Linked DNA regions of Oryctolagus cuniculus: region 1 is linked to region 2. The links are chromatin contacts, called in public Hi-C maps. All regions are on one chromosome and are shown on one strand. Each heading gives the region's core, a stretch centred on a gene start, on an enhancer-like site or on the middle of the called end of the contact. The rest is flanking DNA. Distances are from core to core; before and after follow the strand shown. Region 1 holds the start of WDR81 (WD repeat domain 81). Region 2 overlaps PRPF8 (pre-mRNA processing factor 8).

Evidence for each region. Hi-C and Micro-C count contacts between places; a contact is called where the count stands out from the background.
Region 1: a Hi-C map of an unstated tissue shows a contact between it and region 2, with 2.3 times the contacts expected there. The contact joins the promoter of WDR81 here to the enhancer-like site in region 2. A contact is called at or near these places in 2 of 6 Hi-C or Micro-C datasets (ear pinna and an unstated tissue).

Annotation. Positions count from the first base shown.
Region 1 is chr17:47,238,037-47,245,538 of mOryCun1.1, reverse strand. It overlaps WDR81 (WD repeat domain 81), which reads right to left and starts at 5,393. Exons shown (of 10, transcript XR_011383624.1): 1 at 1,467-5,393; 2 at 94-201. LOC138846185 (a long non-coding RNA gene) reads right to left here. Exons shown (of 2, transcript XR_011383625.1): 2 at 6,842-7,502.
Region 2 is chr17:47,183,770-47,190,730 of mOryCun1.1, reverse strand. It overlaps PRPF8 (pre-mRNA processing factor 8), which reads left to right. Exons shown (of 43, transcript XM_051824554.2): 25 at 2,003-2,250; 26 at 2,365-2,544; 27 at 2,739-2,874; 28 at 2,976-3,145; 29 at 3,311-3,440; 30 at 3,548-3,694; 31 at 3,842-4,002; 32 at 4,301-4,492; 33 at 5,457-5,694; 34 at 5,812-5,940. Among named protein-coding and RNA genes, the nearest start is that of RILP, 12 kb to the right of the region's middle. Within about 2 kb of position 1,665, at least 1 of the 8 cell types and tissues checked has an H3K27ac peak or open chromatin away from gene starts, as enhancers often do.

The sequences.
Region 1 (7,502 bases), core at 4,144-6,643, 51 kb before region 2:
AAGTGGTTTGCAATGGGAGCGGGAAGGACCCCCACCCCTACACCCCACAGAGGGCTGAAGATGGCCCGCAGTGAGGCCAACCACAAGTCTCACCAACGTAACAAGAAGTCAGCAGGCGGAGCAGGTTCCGGGCCACGTGGCGAGAGGCCACAGTGGGGCCAAGCTTGGCGGACAGCCAGCGGACCATCTTGCAGGCGGTATCTGCAGGGCAGGAGCAGGCCCTGAGCTCCTCAGATAAGGGTGGCTCACCCCGCCCCAGTGCTGCAAGGAGCCTGGCCACCCTTGTTCCACCCTGCAGTTAGCAGAGGCAGAGGCCCTGGCCTGTGGGACCCTGGCTGCTACAGACGGCTTTCCTCGGGCACAACTTGCAGCAAGGGTCCCCTGCAGATTCTTCCCAGGCTCTGTAAGGAGGCCTGCCCGGACGGGCTCCCTCCCTGGGGCCTCTCTTCCCTCTCCCACCACGTCTTCGGTGGAATGACAGCCTCAGAACCTCACACACGGGGCTGGCATTATGGCACAAAGGGTCACACTGCCACCTGAGACACCAGCATTCCACATGGGTGCTGCTTCAAGTCCCAGCTGCTTCACTCCTGATCCAGCTCCCTGCTAAGGCACCTGGGAGGCAGCAAAAGATGGCTCAACTGCCCTGGCCCATGCCCTCCATGTGAGAGACCTGGATGGGGTTCCAGGCTCCTGGCTTCAGCCTGGCCCAGCCTGGCCATTGCAGTTATTTGGGGAGTGAACCAGTAGACAGACAATCTCTGTCTCTTCCTGTCTTTCTGTAACTCTGCCTTGAACATAAATAAATCTTTAAAACAAAGAACCTCACACATACTGTTCCCGGGCATGAAATACTCTTCCCACTTCCATTTCTGCCTGCCTATGTCCTAGTCCTACTTGAATCTCAACTGTCGCTACTTTCAAAGACGTTCTCAGGGCCAGGATTGTGCTGCAGCAGGCTAAGCCTGTGCCTGCAATGCCGGCATCCCATATGCGTGCTGGTTTGAGGCCAGCTGCTACCGCTTCCAATCCAGCTTCCTGCTAGTATATACGCTGGGAAAGCAGCGAAGATGACCCAAATACTTGGGCCTCTCACCCATGTGGGAAACCCAGAAGAAGCTCCTGGCTGCCTTTGGCTTGGTCCAGCCCTGGCCATTACGGCCATTTGGGGAATGAATCAGCAAATGGAAGACTTCCCTCTCTCTCTCTCTAACTCTGCCTTTCAAATAACTATAAACCTTCTCTGATTCTGAAAACTAGCTCCCAGACCCATTCCCATTCCCTCACAGCAACTCACCCTGCTCTTTACAGCACTAATGTGAGACTTATCACACCACAGGGGATCCCCGAGAAGGCAGGCCTACATCTGCACCCCAGGTGGCCCTAGCTCAATTTGCGGCCTGGCGCACAGTAGGTATCCACCAGCAAGAGCACTTGGCCACCACCTCCCGGACCTGGGGACTTACCAAGGAGGATCCTGTGTTCTTTGCCTTCCGACTGCCCGGTCAGGGGCTCCTCCTCTTCCTCTCCATCTCCCTGGCCATCACCAGCCACAACAGTCTCCATGGACAGCACCGTGTCAGACAGAGTGAGCTCAGATGCCCCCGTGACCTCATCTTGTTCCGCCCCCTCCTCCTCCTCCAACACCACACAGCCTTCTTCTTCCTCCTCTTCATCCTCTGAGCCCTCGCTTTGCTTCAGGTCCTGGCTGCTGTCACCTGACCTGAGGCTGCTCTTGTCCACAGGGGCGCAGCCCTCGTCACCGGCCCGCTCCTCCCCCAGGGAGGTGTCACTGGTGCTGCTCTTGTCACTCAGCCGGCCCAGGCTCAGGGCCTCAGCCTCCTGTGGAGACCCAGCCACATAGAGGCCGCCTTGGAAGTCCTCTGTCTCGGGGAGATCGGCTTGGTCGTGGAAGCTGACGCCGGACGTGTAGTCGGGGAGCCCCAGGCCGGCAGAGGCTGCAGGCTCCTCGTCCATCTGGATCTCCTCCCCAAAGGCACAGGAGCCAGGCCCGGGCCCTGGCAGCGCCACTTCCTCATCCTCAGCCGCCCCCGCCAGGCCCTTGCTCTCCTCCTGGGAGGCCTCCACCCCAGCCAGCACCTGCAGGACGTGGGGCAGCAGGTGCACGAGAAAGGCCTGGAGGCCCAGCCGCACCATCAGCTGGGCCACAAAGCAGTCGGTGTACAGGTAGAAGCGGCCGTGCAGCTGGCAGGGGCTCTCGTAGGCACCAATGAGAGGCTTCAGGAGGTACTTATTGGCATTTCTGGGGCCCAGGGCCTTGGCAACGGGCTCAAATAGGTACCAGGCCGCGTACACGGCCGTGTGCTCCTCGGACATGAGTGACAGCACGAAGGGCAGCAGGATCTCCAGGCCCTCGGGGGTGATGTCGCTCAGCACTGCACCCAGTTGCTGCCACAGAGCAAACACCAGCTCCCGGCCCTGGGCCTCGTCCTCCACACGCCTCGCCTGGTACAGGAGGATGAACTTGTGCAGCGCCGGGAAGTAGAGGGGGAAGGGCACCACCGAGCTGAAGGGGCTGAGGAGCTGGGCTGGGCACGGTGGGGGCAATCCCTGGGAGACAGGCCTGTACTCAAACAGGGGGGCCAGCCCACCCCTCTGTGCTACTGTGGGGCCTTCAGGCCCACTCAGCTGCAGGAGCGTGTCCAGCACGGGCTGCAGGGACACAGGGACCTCCTTGGGGTGACGTAAGCATAGCCCCCGGATAGCCTCAAAGCGCACCCACAGAGGCGCGTGTGGCGGCAGCGTCCGGACCCTGGTGGCGAACACCATCTCAGCCAGCAGGACACCCAGGGCCTGCATGTCCCGGTGGAAGAGGTCCCGCAGCTGCACAGGTGGCTGGCCCCGGGGCCGCTCCGGCACCTGCAGCTGGCCCCCCAGGCCTTTGGCCAGGAAGTTGCCCATCTTCTCCAGCTCCTCCAGAGCCTGCACGGGATTGAAGCCCTCGGGAAGAAGGATCTTCCCCTCCTCACCCTCCCCAGGGTCTGCCCCAGCAGCTCTGTGCCTGCGGCTTGGTCGAGAGGTTGAGGCCACAGAGAAAGACAGGAGGCCAGCAGGGGCTGGACTGGAGGAGGCACCCAGCTGGTCCCCTGCTTTCCCGGCGAGGGAGATGGAATCCAGAGCTTCCGTGGCCTGCTCCAAGTCGTCCTCCCCTGCCACGGGCCTGTCTCTGGTCCAGCCAGCCTCACACGGAGCGGCCTCCAAAACCACCCTACCCACCCCGTTCGCTAGCTGTCCTTGGAAGTCCTCCTGGCCTGTGGTCTCTTGGATGGTCTGCACCAACAGCCGGGGGATGGGAGGGGGCTCGGGGGCAAGGGCAGGGGTCCCGGCCAGGCGCTGGGGATGCGGCTGGTCGAAGAGCTGGACCACGCCGTAGCTGGTGAGGTGGGTGTGAGCGTCCACCAGGTGCAGACACACATTCTTCTCCTTCACGGCCTCCTTGCCCTGGAGTTTGTAGCCGAAGGTGAGGTCAATCCAGTGGTGCAGGTCCCGCGACACCTCCTGGCTCTCCAGCAGCGCCCGGTGGGCAGCCACAAACTCCTCACTGGAGCTGCACCAGGCCGGCACATCCAGGTCAGGCATGTCGGGGTGGATGGAGCAGAAGATAGAGGGGTCGGTGTAAAACTCCGGGATGCACTCGTCAGGTGTCCAGCTCTGCATCCTCTCCATGCTGGCAGGATACTCATGGGGCTCCCACTGGGCTCGGACATGGCCACAGAGCACGGAGCGCGGCGTGCGCCGAGCCTTGTACACGTAGTACGTGATGTCCGAGAGTACGTCTGAGATGTGGTGAGGAACGTGAGGCGGCTCCCCGCCGCCGGCGCCGCCGGCCACAAACGCCTGCCGCGTCATCTCATACGTGAAGTCCAGCTGCTTGTCCCCCTTGTTGAGGCGGAACTTGGACTTGCGCAGGTCCCGGAAGCGCCCGTGGGGCGTGCTGAAGTCCACCACCCAGGGCAGCACCGGGTGGTAGTTGGGATCCCCCTGCCGCCGGCCTGCCAGGCGGTTCAGCTGCATGAGGTAGTGGAAGTTGCTGAGGCCGCCGTGCACCCAGTCCAGCACGAAGCCCCTCAGCTCCTCCTGGCGGGTGGGACACGCGGCGCCCCTCGGCCCCTCTTCTCCAGACTCCCCGCCCGCCCCATCCCTCACCCCAGGGGACCCCTGGTGCTCATCGTCCTCCGGCCTCTCGTAGGCACTCAGGTCCAGCCGGAGCTCACTGCAAAGCTTCTCATCCACAGCGATGTGGTGCAAAGACAGGGCCCCACAAGCCAGCCCCTGGCGGTGGCAGGCCTCCATGGCCCTCAGCACACGGAAGAGAAGGAAGAGCACTTTGGCTTGGCTGTTGGTCAGCTTGGCAGGGCTGAAGGTGACCACGTCGTGCAGCGAGAACTGCACGTAAGGGTGTATGACGTACAGCATCTCCGGCGACTCCAGCAGAGCCTCGGCCCGCAGCAGACTGGGGCAGGTGGGGCTGCCCCGCGGGAGACAGGGGCCATCTCTGGCACACGATGGGCCCTGGGTGGCTTCACCCACCGGCAGGAAGGGGCAACCGTACACCCTCTGCAGAGCCTGCCGAACCGACTCTAGGGCAGGGACGGCTGAGGGGGCAGGGCTACGACTATAGGGCTGCGCGTAAGTGTGGTACGCGCGGCGCCACAGGTTGCGATAATTCTGGGCAGCCACGTCCTGCATGAAGCGAGTGAGGGTCTCGGGGCCGCAGGACCCCTCCTCCAAGGGCAGGCCCCCGCCCAGCGGGTAGGACAGTCTCCGTTTCCGCAGCCCGTGCACCTCCACTCGCGTCCAGCCGGGGGGCAGCCTCTGCACCGAGCGTTGCAGCAGAGTCTTGACTTCCGCCTCGCTCAGGCCCTCCGCCCGCGGGCAGGGTCCCAGCCGGCGCTCGCGGAGGCTGGCCAGCCAGCGCGCGGGCACCAGGGCCACCACGTGGGCGCCCCCCGGAGCCGGAGCCAGCTGCCGGGCATCTATGTTCAGGTCCCTCTCCACGCTCCGGAGCAGCTCCTCCATATCCGGGCTCGGCGGCGGGGACCAGCCCTCCGCCCCGGCGGTAAGAGCGACGTCCCGCCCCCCGCGCCCCTGGGCCATCTCTTCCCGGCCGCCTGGGGGCAGCGCGGGGCTGAGCCCGGCCACAGCCCTCCTCGCGATGGCTTCCGGGCTGCCAGGCCGGGCGGGTCGTGCTGGGCCGGGGACTGGAGTCGGGGTGCAGACGGCTGGGGCGAGCCGGCGGCAGAGGAGGGGAGGGCGGGGAGCGCTCTTACCCCTCCGCAGGGTCCGGCGCTCCGGGCGCGGCGGGGCGGGGGCTGCGGGGCGCCAGCGCCGAGCTCCACCGTGACGGGTCAGCTGACGCGGGTCACGTGACCGCCCCGGCACGGAAACAACCGCACGTGGCTCCAAAGGGCCGTGAGGGGGGGACCTCGCCACCCGCCCGCGCTCTCCCTCCCACTGCTTGGTTCGGGCCTGCTCCCGATTTCGTTTCCGCCTGGTGCAGGACGGAGCTCCCGCCGCTGCGGGAGCCGCGGGACTTCCCAGCCCGGCAGGGCTCTCTTCCGCCCAATGGGACGCCGACCCAATGGGGCACCCTTAGCCCCACAGCCAGCCACAGAGCTGGGACCCGGACATGAAGCCCCCTCGGCGCCTCCACGCTGTCTTCCAAACGAAGGAGCTTTTTCATTTCCAAAGCATTTGGTCAGGAACAGTCCATTTGGCCCTCACGACTCAGTGAGGTAGGGAGGACGGTTTGTATTGCTTGTGTTTTACAGGTGCTACCTGAGAGCAGCAAAGAGGCTTGCGGGAGAGGCAGGAGACTTCAAAGCTGGAGCACCCTCCCCAACCCCCGTCCATGCTGTCTCCAGCACCTTTCTTAAACTCTGGGAGATCGGAGGGAGAGAAGCGGCCCAGGCTTCAAGTTCCCCCAAGACTTCCTGTTGCAGCTTGCTTCTGCGTGGGTGCCACAGAGCCAGCCAGCTGTGGCTGGGAGTAGGGAATGGAAACTCAAGAGTGGACTCCCGCAGGGGCTGTTGGTTCTGACTCACTGCAGGACACATGGTCCTGGTCTGCAGTGAAGCCACTGGCTCCGCCTTTTGGAGTATCACTCCTAGAAGGAGCGTGGGCATCGGGCAGTTTGGGGCAGAGGTGGGGCCCCCTTAAAGGCACCTGAGGAGAATGCAGGCCACATCAAAGAGAAGACAGGAACGGTTCAGCCACGACCCGCTTTCACCTGTCTCCTCTTTCTTGAAGGGCCGTTGGGGCCCCTGATGTGCTTGGCCATGTGACATTGGACTGCCACTTATGATGCATTTACCAGGAGCTAAGCACCATGAATATCGTGTTGTTTAGTCCTCTTGTTTTAAAGGCTGATTTATTTATATGAAAGGCAGAGTGACAGGGGGAGGGCAAGAGGGAGAGATAGAGATCTTCCATCCACTGACTCACTCCCCAAATGGCCACAATGGCCAGGTCTGTGCTAGGCCACAGCCAGGAGCCAGGAGCTTCTTCCAGGTCTCCCACATGGATGCAGGGGCCCAAGCACTTGGACCATCCTCTACTGCTTTCTAAGGTGCATTAGCAGGGAGCTGAGTCGGAAGTGGAGCAACCAGGATTCAAACTGCAGGCATCCCAGGTGGTGGTTTAACCTGCTATACCACAATATCTGCCCCACCCTTTTAAGAAAATATTCTTATACCTATTTTGATGTTACCTTAGCTGACTTGCTCAAGGTCATGTAAAAAAGCTAAGGAACAGAAGAGCCAGAATTCAAATCCAAGTGTGTTCCATTCTAAAACCAGTACTCACTGGCTGCGCACCATTATTTTTTAACCTGGGAAAGGTGATGATCCTTTATTCCCAATTTTGATCTGAGTACCTGATGACAGATGGTGTGTTTGAGAGGCAGACAGTGAGCTCCCACCTGCTGGTTCATTCCCCAGATGCCCTCAATGGCCTGAGGCTGGGCTAGGACCAAAGCCAGGAGCAGGCACTGCGATCCAAGTCATCCACATGTGTGGCAGGGACCCAGCGACTTGAGAACATTGCTTGCTGCCTCCCAGGATCTGCATCAGCAGGCAGCTGGAGTCAGGAGCCTCAGCTTGGAGTCAAACCCAGGTACTGTGATGTGGGAGGATGGCATCTTAACCGCCATGCTAAATGCCAGCCCCATACCTCACCAATGAAGCAGTCCCTTTAGTCCCCGCTCTGGTCTCAGACTGGGAACAGGCACTATTTTTCTGCAAGTCTGCCTGTGCAACACCCTCTAGTGGTGCTTGCACTACATTGCAGCAGTGACCTTGAGTGTACCTACCTTTATCTCTTGTAATTACTTCGCCTTCCCCTCCCCTGAAGGCAGACATCCTGTCCTTGGAATGTGGCGCACTGCTGCCCTGAGACCTCTCGGGCGTCAGTACCTTCCCTGATCTGAGCTCTAGGGTAATTCACACTCAGGGTATGCTTCTGATCCAGCAGTCTGGATACCC
Region 2 (6,961 bases), core at 416-2,915:
AAGTAGAGCTGGGATTCAAATTCGAGTACTCTAATACTGGATGCCGCATCTCAGGTGGTGGCTTCATCTGTGCCAGATGCCCATCCAGGGGGCTTTTCCGCTGGGTTGTGGAGGATCCAGGATATCCTTTGTCCTGGAGCTGATTTACCTCTACCATTAAGTTACCACCTTTCTGGAGACTAGCAAATTCTCGTGTGTTACCAGGTCTCTAGTCTGGGAACACAAACTGTTGCCAGCCATGTTTGAGTTATAGGACTTGTTCAGCCTATTGCTTTCCTGTGATTTTTTTCTGTGGAAATTTAACTGCATACAGATTGGCATTTGCCAGAAATTTGAAGAGATCCCTCCATGGATCTCCAGAGATCTCTTTTTGGGCACATTTCTGAGGACTTCTACCCCATAAATTCTAGCAGCCTTGGCCTCCCGAGCCCACCTCTGTCTTTTCAGTTCAATGAGACTATCGGCTCTGTTTCTATTACTCTTCCGTGTTTGTGCTACAGCTTGGAAACTGGCAGGAGGCAATATAGTGGGGCAGTTATAGGGCTGCTGTATTTGTTTCTCTTTCCTCTGTGCTACCTGTTGTCAGTTGTCTAAAAGCATTGTTTTAAGTGTATCATTTAGTTTTCAAGGGGGAGGCAATTTTTCTCTGGCCCTGTTAGATTTTATTCCCCCCTTTAGTGTTTTGTTTTGTTTTGCTTTGCTTTTTGTTTTATTTTATTTTATTTTATTTATTTATTTATTTTTTTTGACAGGCAGAGTTAGACAGTGAGAGCGAGAGACAGAGAGAAAGGTCTTCCTTCTGTTGGTTCACCCCCCAAATAGTTGCTACAGCCAGCGCGCTGCGCCGATGCAAAGCCAGGAGCCAGGTGCTTCCTCCTGGTCTCACATGTGGGTGCAGGGCCCAAGGATTTGGGCCATCCTCCACTGCCTTTCCGGGCCACAGCAGAGAGCTGGACTGGAAGAGGAGCAACCAGGACAGAATCCGGTGCCCCAACCGGGACTAGAACTCGGGGTGCCAGCTCTGCAGGCAGAAGATTAGCGTAGTGAGCTGCGGCGACGGCCCCCTTTAGTTTTTAGAGATTTTCTCCTTCCAATTTCTCTCCTACCCATCCTGGATTACTTACTCTATTTGGTCTCATTTTAACAGTGTTTATATTGTCTCAGTTCATTTTTTTTATTAAAATGTAATTAACAAACCATAAACTTCAAATAATTTTAAATTGTACAATTCATTGACTTTTAGTGTATTCACAAATTGTGAAACTGTCACCATTATCTAATTCCCAAACATTTTCATCACCCCAGAAGAAACTCCAATTTCCATTAGCAGTCCCTCCTTCCTCATCTCTCCTGCAGCCCTGCCCCAGTTTCCTGGTAGCCATTAGTCTGCTTTCTGTCTTTATCGGTTTGTGTCTTCTAGACAACTTACGGCCTTTTTTGGCTGGCTTCTGTTCACTTAGCATTGCAGCACGTTGGTATGTTAGTTCTTTGCATGGATTAAAGTATCATTCCATTGTATAGATTTGTTGACCACATTCTGTTCATCCAGTTGTACATTGGTGGAATGGCGAGTGTTTCCACTTTGGGCTGTTCAGAAGAATGCTGTTGTGAAACTGTGTACAGGCTTTTGTGTGGACACACGTTGTGTTCATTTCTCTTGGCTGTATGCCTAGGCGTGGGCTTGCTTAGTCATCCAGTAGCTCTGTTTAGCTTCGTGAGGAGCTGCCAGACTGTCTTCCCGAGTGGCGGCGCCTTTTTACATTCCTACCAGCGGTGTAGGAGAGTTCCACTTTCACTGTAACTTCTCTGGCACTTGTCACCTCTCTTGATTTTTATTGCAGAGTGTAAAAGATACAGCACCATGGTTCTTGTTTATATTTCCCTAATGACTGATGGTTTAGCTTAAACCTCTCTTAAGTACTAGGAATGTAACTAACTGCATCTAGCAATCCACAGCACCCCAAAGATCATCTGGAATTTCCATCCTTCCCACTGTCTTTAGATTGTGAATAAGTGGAATACAGCTCTTATTGGCCTGATGACATACTTCCGGGAGGCTGTGGTGAACACCCAAGAACTCCTGGACTTGCTGGTGAAGTGTGAGAATAAGATCCAGACACGAATCAAGATTGGACTCAACTCCAAGATGCCAAGTCGGTTCCCCCCTGTTGTGTTCTATACCCCTAAGGAGTTGGGTGGACTCGGCATGCTCTCAATGGGCCATGTGCTCATCCCCCAGTCGGACCTCAGGTAGGGCTTGCTCGATTCTGTGGCTTAAACCCTGAGGGAATGCAGTGTTTCTTTTGCCTTCTTTACTTTCAGACTTGATTTTTTTTCCTTAATCTTGGTTGTGCCCCAAAACAGGTGGTCTAAGCAGACAGACGTGGGTATCACACACTTCCGTTCTGGAATGAGCCATGAAGAAGACCAGCTGATTCCCAATTTGTACCGTTACATACAGCCCTGGGAGAGCGAGTTCATTGATTCTCAGCGGGTCTGGGCTGAGTACGCGCTCAAGAGACAAGAGGCCATTGCTCAAAACAGGTGAAGATCTAGGAGGCAGAGCAGTCTCAAGACAGGAGATGGGAGTGAGCTTAATGAGTCCTGTGTAGCACCAGGGGACAGAGCATACTTTTATGGAGACAAGAAGGCACATTCTACTCCTGACCCTGACTATCCTTGGCCAGGAAGAAGTGCAGAGCTCTTCCTGTTGACTTAAATTGTTTTTTCTTTTGCAGACGGCTCACTTTAGAAGATCTAGAAGACTCATGGGATCGTGGCATTCCTCGGATCAACACCCTCTTCCAGAAAGACCGGCACACATTGGCCTATGATAAGGGCTGGCGCGTCCGAACTGACTTTAAGCAGTACCAGGTGCGTGAAGAGGGTAGTGGAGAGATTTTTCCTGAATCAGTTAGAATCCCTGGCTATCCTCGGAACCTGGGCAGAAACTTGATGCCTGCCTCGCCATCTAGGTTTTGAAGCAGAACCCTTTCTGGTGGACGCACCAGCGGCATGACGGGAAGCTCTGGAACCTGAACAACTACCGCACAGACATGATCCAGGCCCTGGGTGGTGTGGAAGGCATTCTGGAGCATACACTCTTCAAGGGCACTTACTTCCCGACCTGGGAAGGTCTTTTCTGGTAAGGCTTCTTTCTCTTCTCGCACAGGGACCCACCACCATCCTCTGAGCTCCTCCCTTGTGTGCCTTGTGGTCTGCTGTGGTGTTTCCCAGACAGCCACCCCCAGGAGGCCTGTAGTGCTCTGGGACAGGGCATGACATCACCTCACCTGCTTCTGCCCCACAGGGAGAAGGCCAGCGGCTTTGAGGAATCTATGAAATGGAAGAAGCTCACTAATGCTCAGCGGTCAGGATTGAACCAGATTCCAAACCGCAGATTCACCCTCTGGTGGTCCCCAACCATTAACCGAGCTAACGTGAGTAGGACTGGTAGACAAGGGAAGTTACAAGTGTTTCCACTGCCTTAGTTATGTCCTGCGAGCCAAAGGCTCGAGCTCTAGTGTCACGTTCGTTTTCCTGGCAGGTGTACGTAGGCTTTCAGGTGCAGCTGGACCTGACAGGTATCTTCATGCATGGCAAGATCCCCACCCTGAAGATCTCCCTCATCCAGATATTCCGAGCTCACCTGTGGCAGAAGATCCATGAAAGCATTGTCATGGACTTGTGTCAGGTGGGTCGGCTTGCTCTCTTGTATATGGGAAATCTGCTGAGGATGCTCTGGGATGAGAGTCCCGTTACTTGGTTGTCTTAGATTCTACAGAGCTTCATTCTGAGTGGCTTCCAAAATGCATCACAGCCTTTCTGCTTTTGCCTTCAGGTGTTTGACCAAGAACTGGATGCGCTGGAAATTGAGACAGTACAGAAGGAGACGATTCATCCTCGAAAGTCCTATAAGATGAACTCTTCCTGTGCAGATATACTGCTCTTTGCCTCGTATAAGTGGAATGTCTCCCGGCCTTCGTTGCTGGCAGACTCCAAGTGCGTGCCTCATGGCCCAAACCTAGGCATTCAGGAACCTTCATTTCACTGTCCCTTTAGTAATACTGGTCTAGAAACTATCCCTTGGCTGTCCTTCTTCCAAACTTGGAGTCAGTGATGGTCTTGGCCCCTGTCAACACCTTCCATCAGATCTGCCCATTCTCTGGGAAGCTTGCTGATCTGGAATAGAGCAAGGATGGTTTTAGGATATAGGGGTAGTGGTTGGGAGTTCTAGTGGTTCTGGGAACATGGGTTACACCCATGGCTTCCTGAGAACCTGACGCCTCTCTACCCTCAGGGATGTGATGGACAGCACCACCACTCAGAAGTATTGGATTGACATCCAGTTGCGCTGGGGGGACTACGATTCCCATGACATTGAGCGCTATGCACGGGCCAAGTTTCTGGACTACACCACAGACAACATGAGTATTTACCCTTCACCCACAGGTGTGCTCATTGCCATTGACCTGGCCTATAACCTGCACAGGTGAGTTGGGGCTCAGACACATCTGTTTTCCATCAGCCCCATACTTTAATGTAGATGTGCTTTTTCAGTTTGCTTCAAGAAGATGAGGTTGGCCATTTCCTCTGGGTCACTGACTCTTCTTTTGGGATACATTTACATGAGCAGAGTTTTTTGTGTGTTTATTTGTTTGAAAGATTTTTTTTTTTTTTTTTTTTTTTTTTTTTTTTTTTTTTTTTTTTGGACAGGAAGCGTGGACAGTGAGAGAGAGAGAGAGACAGAGAGAAAGGTCTTCCTTTTGCTGTTGGTTCACCCTCCAATGGCTGCCACGGCCGGCATGCTGTGGCCGGCACACTGTGCTGATCCAAAGGCAGGAGCCAGATGCTTCTCCTGGTCTCCCATGGGGTGCAGGGCCCAAGCACTTGGGCCATCCTCCACTGCCTTCCCGGGCCACAGCAGAGAGCTGGCCTGGAAGAGGGGCAACTGGGACAGAATCCGGCACCCTGACCGGGACTAGAACCCGGTGTGCTGGCGCCACAGGCGGAGGATTATCCTATTGAGCCACAGCACCGGCGAAAGATTTATTTATTTGAAAGGCACCATTACAGAGAGAGGGAGATATAGAGATATCTGCTATATACTGATTTACTCCCCAGATGGCCTCAACAGCCAGACAGAAGCTGGGCCAGACAGAAGCCAGGATCTCCCAGACAGGGGCCCAGCTACTTGAGCCATCTTCCACTGCTGTCCCAGGTGCATTGGCACGGAGGTGGATCAGAAGTGGAACATCTGGAATTTGAACTGGTGCCCACATAGGATGTTGGCACCCAGTGGGCGGCAGCTTAACCTGCTGCATCACAGCACCGGCCCCCACATGAGATTACTGGCAGCCCAACTAGCAGTCTTCCTCCTTCTATAAAGTTGCATTTGCCTTGTCTTGGGGCTTTCAGCCTGAGCTTAACTTTTCTTGCCCTGTGCACCCTCACAGTGCCTATGGAAACTGGTTCCCAGGCAGCAAGCCCCTCATACAGCAGGCCATGGCCAAGATCATGAAGGCCAACCCAGCCTTGTATGTGTTACGTGAACGAATCCGCAAGGGATTGCAGCTCTATTCATCTGAGCCCACTGAGCCTTATCTGTCCTCTCAGAATTATGGTGAGCTCTTCTCCAACCAGATTATCTGGTTTGTGGATGACACTAATGTCTACAGAGTGACAATCCACAAGGTGAGTGTCAGGTGCACTAAAGGGTGTGGGGCTTTGCTTCTGCCCTTGGGAGGGTAACCGAGTAAGTGGGATGAAGGCAAGCAGATGACCATACTAACCAATGTATTCTTTCTTTAGACATTTGAGGGGAACTTGACAACCAAACCCATCAATGGGGCCATCTTCATCTTCAACCCACGTACAGGGCAGCTATTCCTCAAGATAATCCACACATCCGTGTGGGCGGGACAGAAACGTCTGGGGCAGGTGAGCAGGTTAAAGGATGGAGAGACTGTAGAACATGGCTGCCTCTTATTCTAGGTGGGGGACGGGAGAGTTGTATACTGCTTTTCTCTATTGAAAGACGGAGAACATGTTATTTATTCATTCATTTATTTGAAAGAATTGCAAAGAGAGAACAAGCTCCCATCTGCTGGTTCACTCCCCAAGTGGCTGCAATGGCCAGGGCTGGGCCAGGCTGAACCAGGAGCCAGGAACTCCATCTGGGCCTCCCACATAGGTGGCAGAGTCCCAAGCACTTGGGCCATGATATGCTGCCTTTTCATGCACATTAGCAGGGAACTGGATTAGAAGTGGAGCAGCCAAGACTGGAGAACCGGCAGCTATATAATCTATCTTGAACATTGCTACCAAAAATTATCTTTCTAAAGATAATTAAAGCATCATTTTCACTTCTTCACTGCCCTAAAGTCTGGCACATCCTCCTTCTTGCTGAATTAACTCTTCTTTGGCTTCCTAGATGTTTGCTGTCTGACTGGGCTGCACCTGTCCAGCCGTAGTTTCTCTTCCTTTATATTTCCAGCCTGTTTCCGCCTGTAGTTCCAGGATACTAATATCCAGAACCTGATGTTCATCTGACTTTGTGGCTTTACTCACAGTTTCCTCACTTTGTAGAATGGACTTCCTCTGTATATCAGTATTTTTGTCTTTTTTTTTTTTTCCCAAAGATTTATTTTATTTGAAAGTCAGAGTTACAGAGAGAGAAGGGAAGAGAGAAAGAGATCTTTATCTGTTGGTTCTCTTATATGACCACAACAGCCAGGGCCTGGGCCAGGCAGAAGCCAAAAGCTACATCCAGGTCTCCCACGTGGGTGCAGGGGCCCAAAGATGCTGCCATCTTCCCCGCGGTTTCCAAAACTCATTAGCAGGAAGCTGGATTGGAAATGGAGCAGCTGGGACTTGAACCATGCCCATATGGGAAGCTGGCATTGTAGGCAATGGCTTATGCTGTTAGGCCAGAACACTAGCCCTGTTTGTCATTCTTACG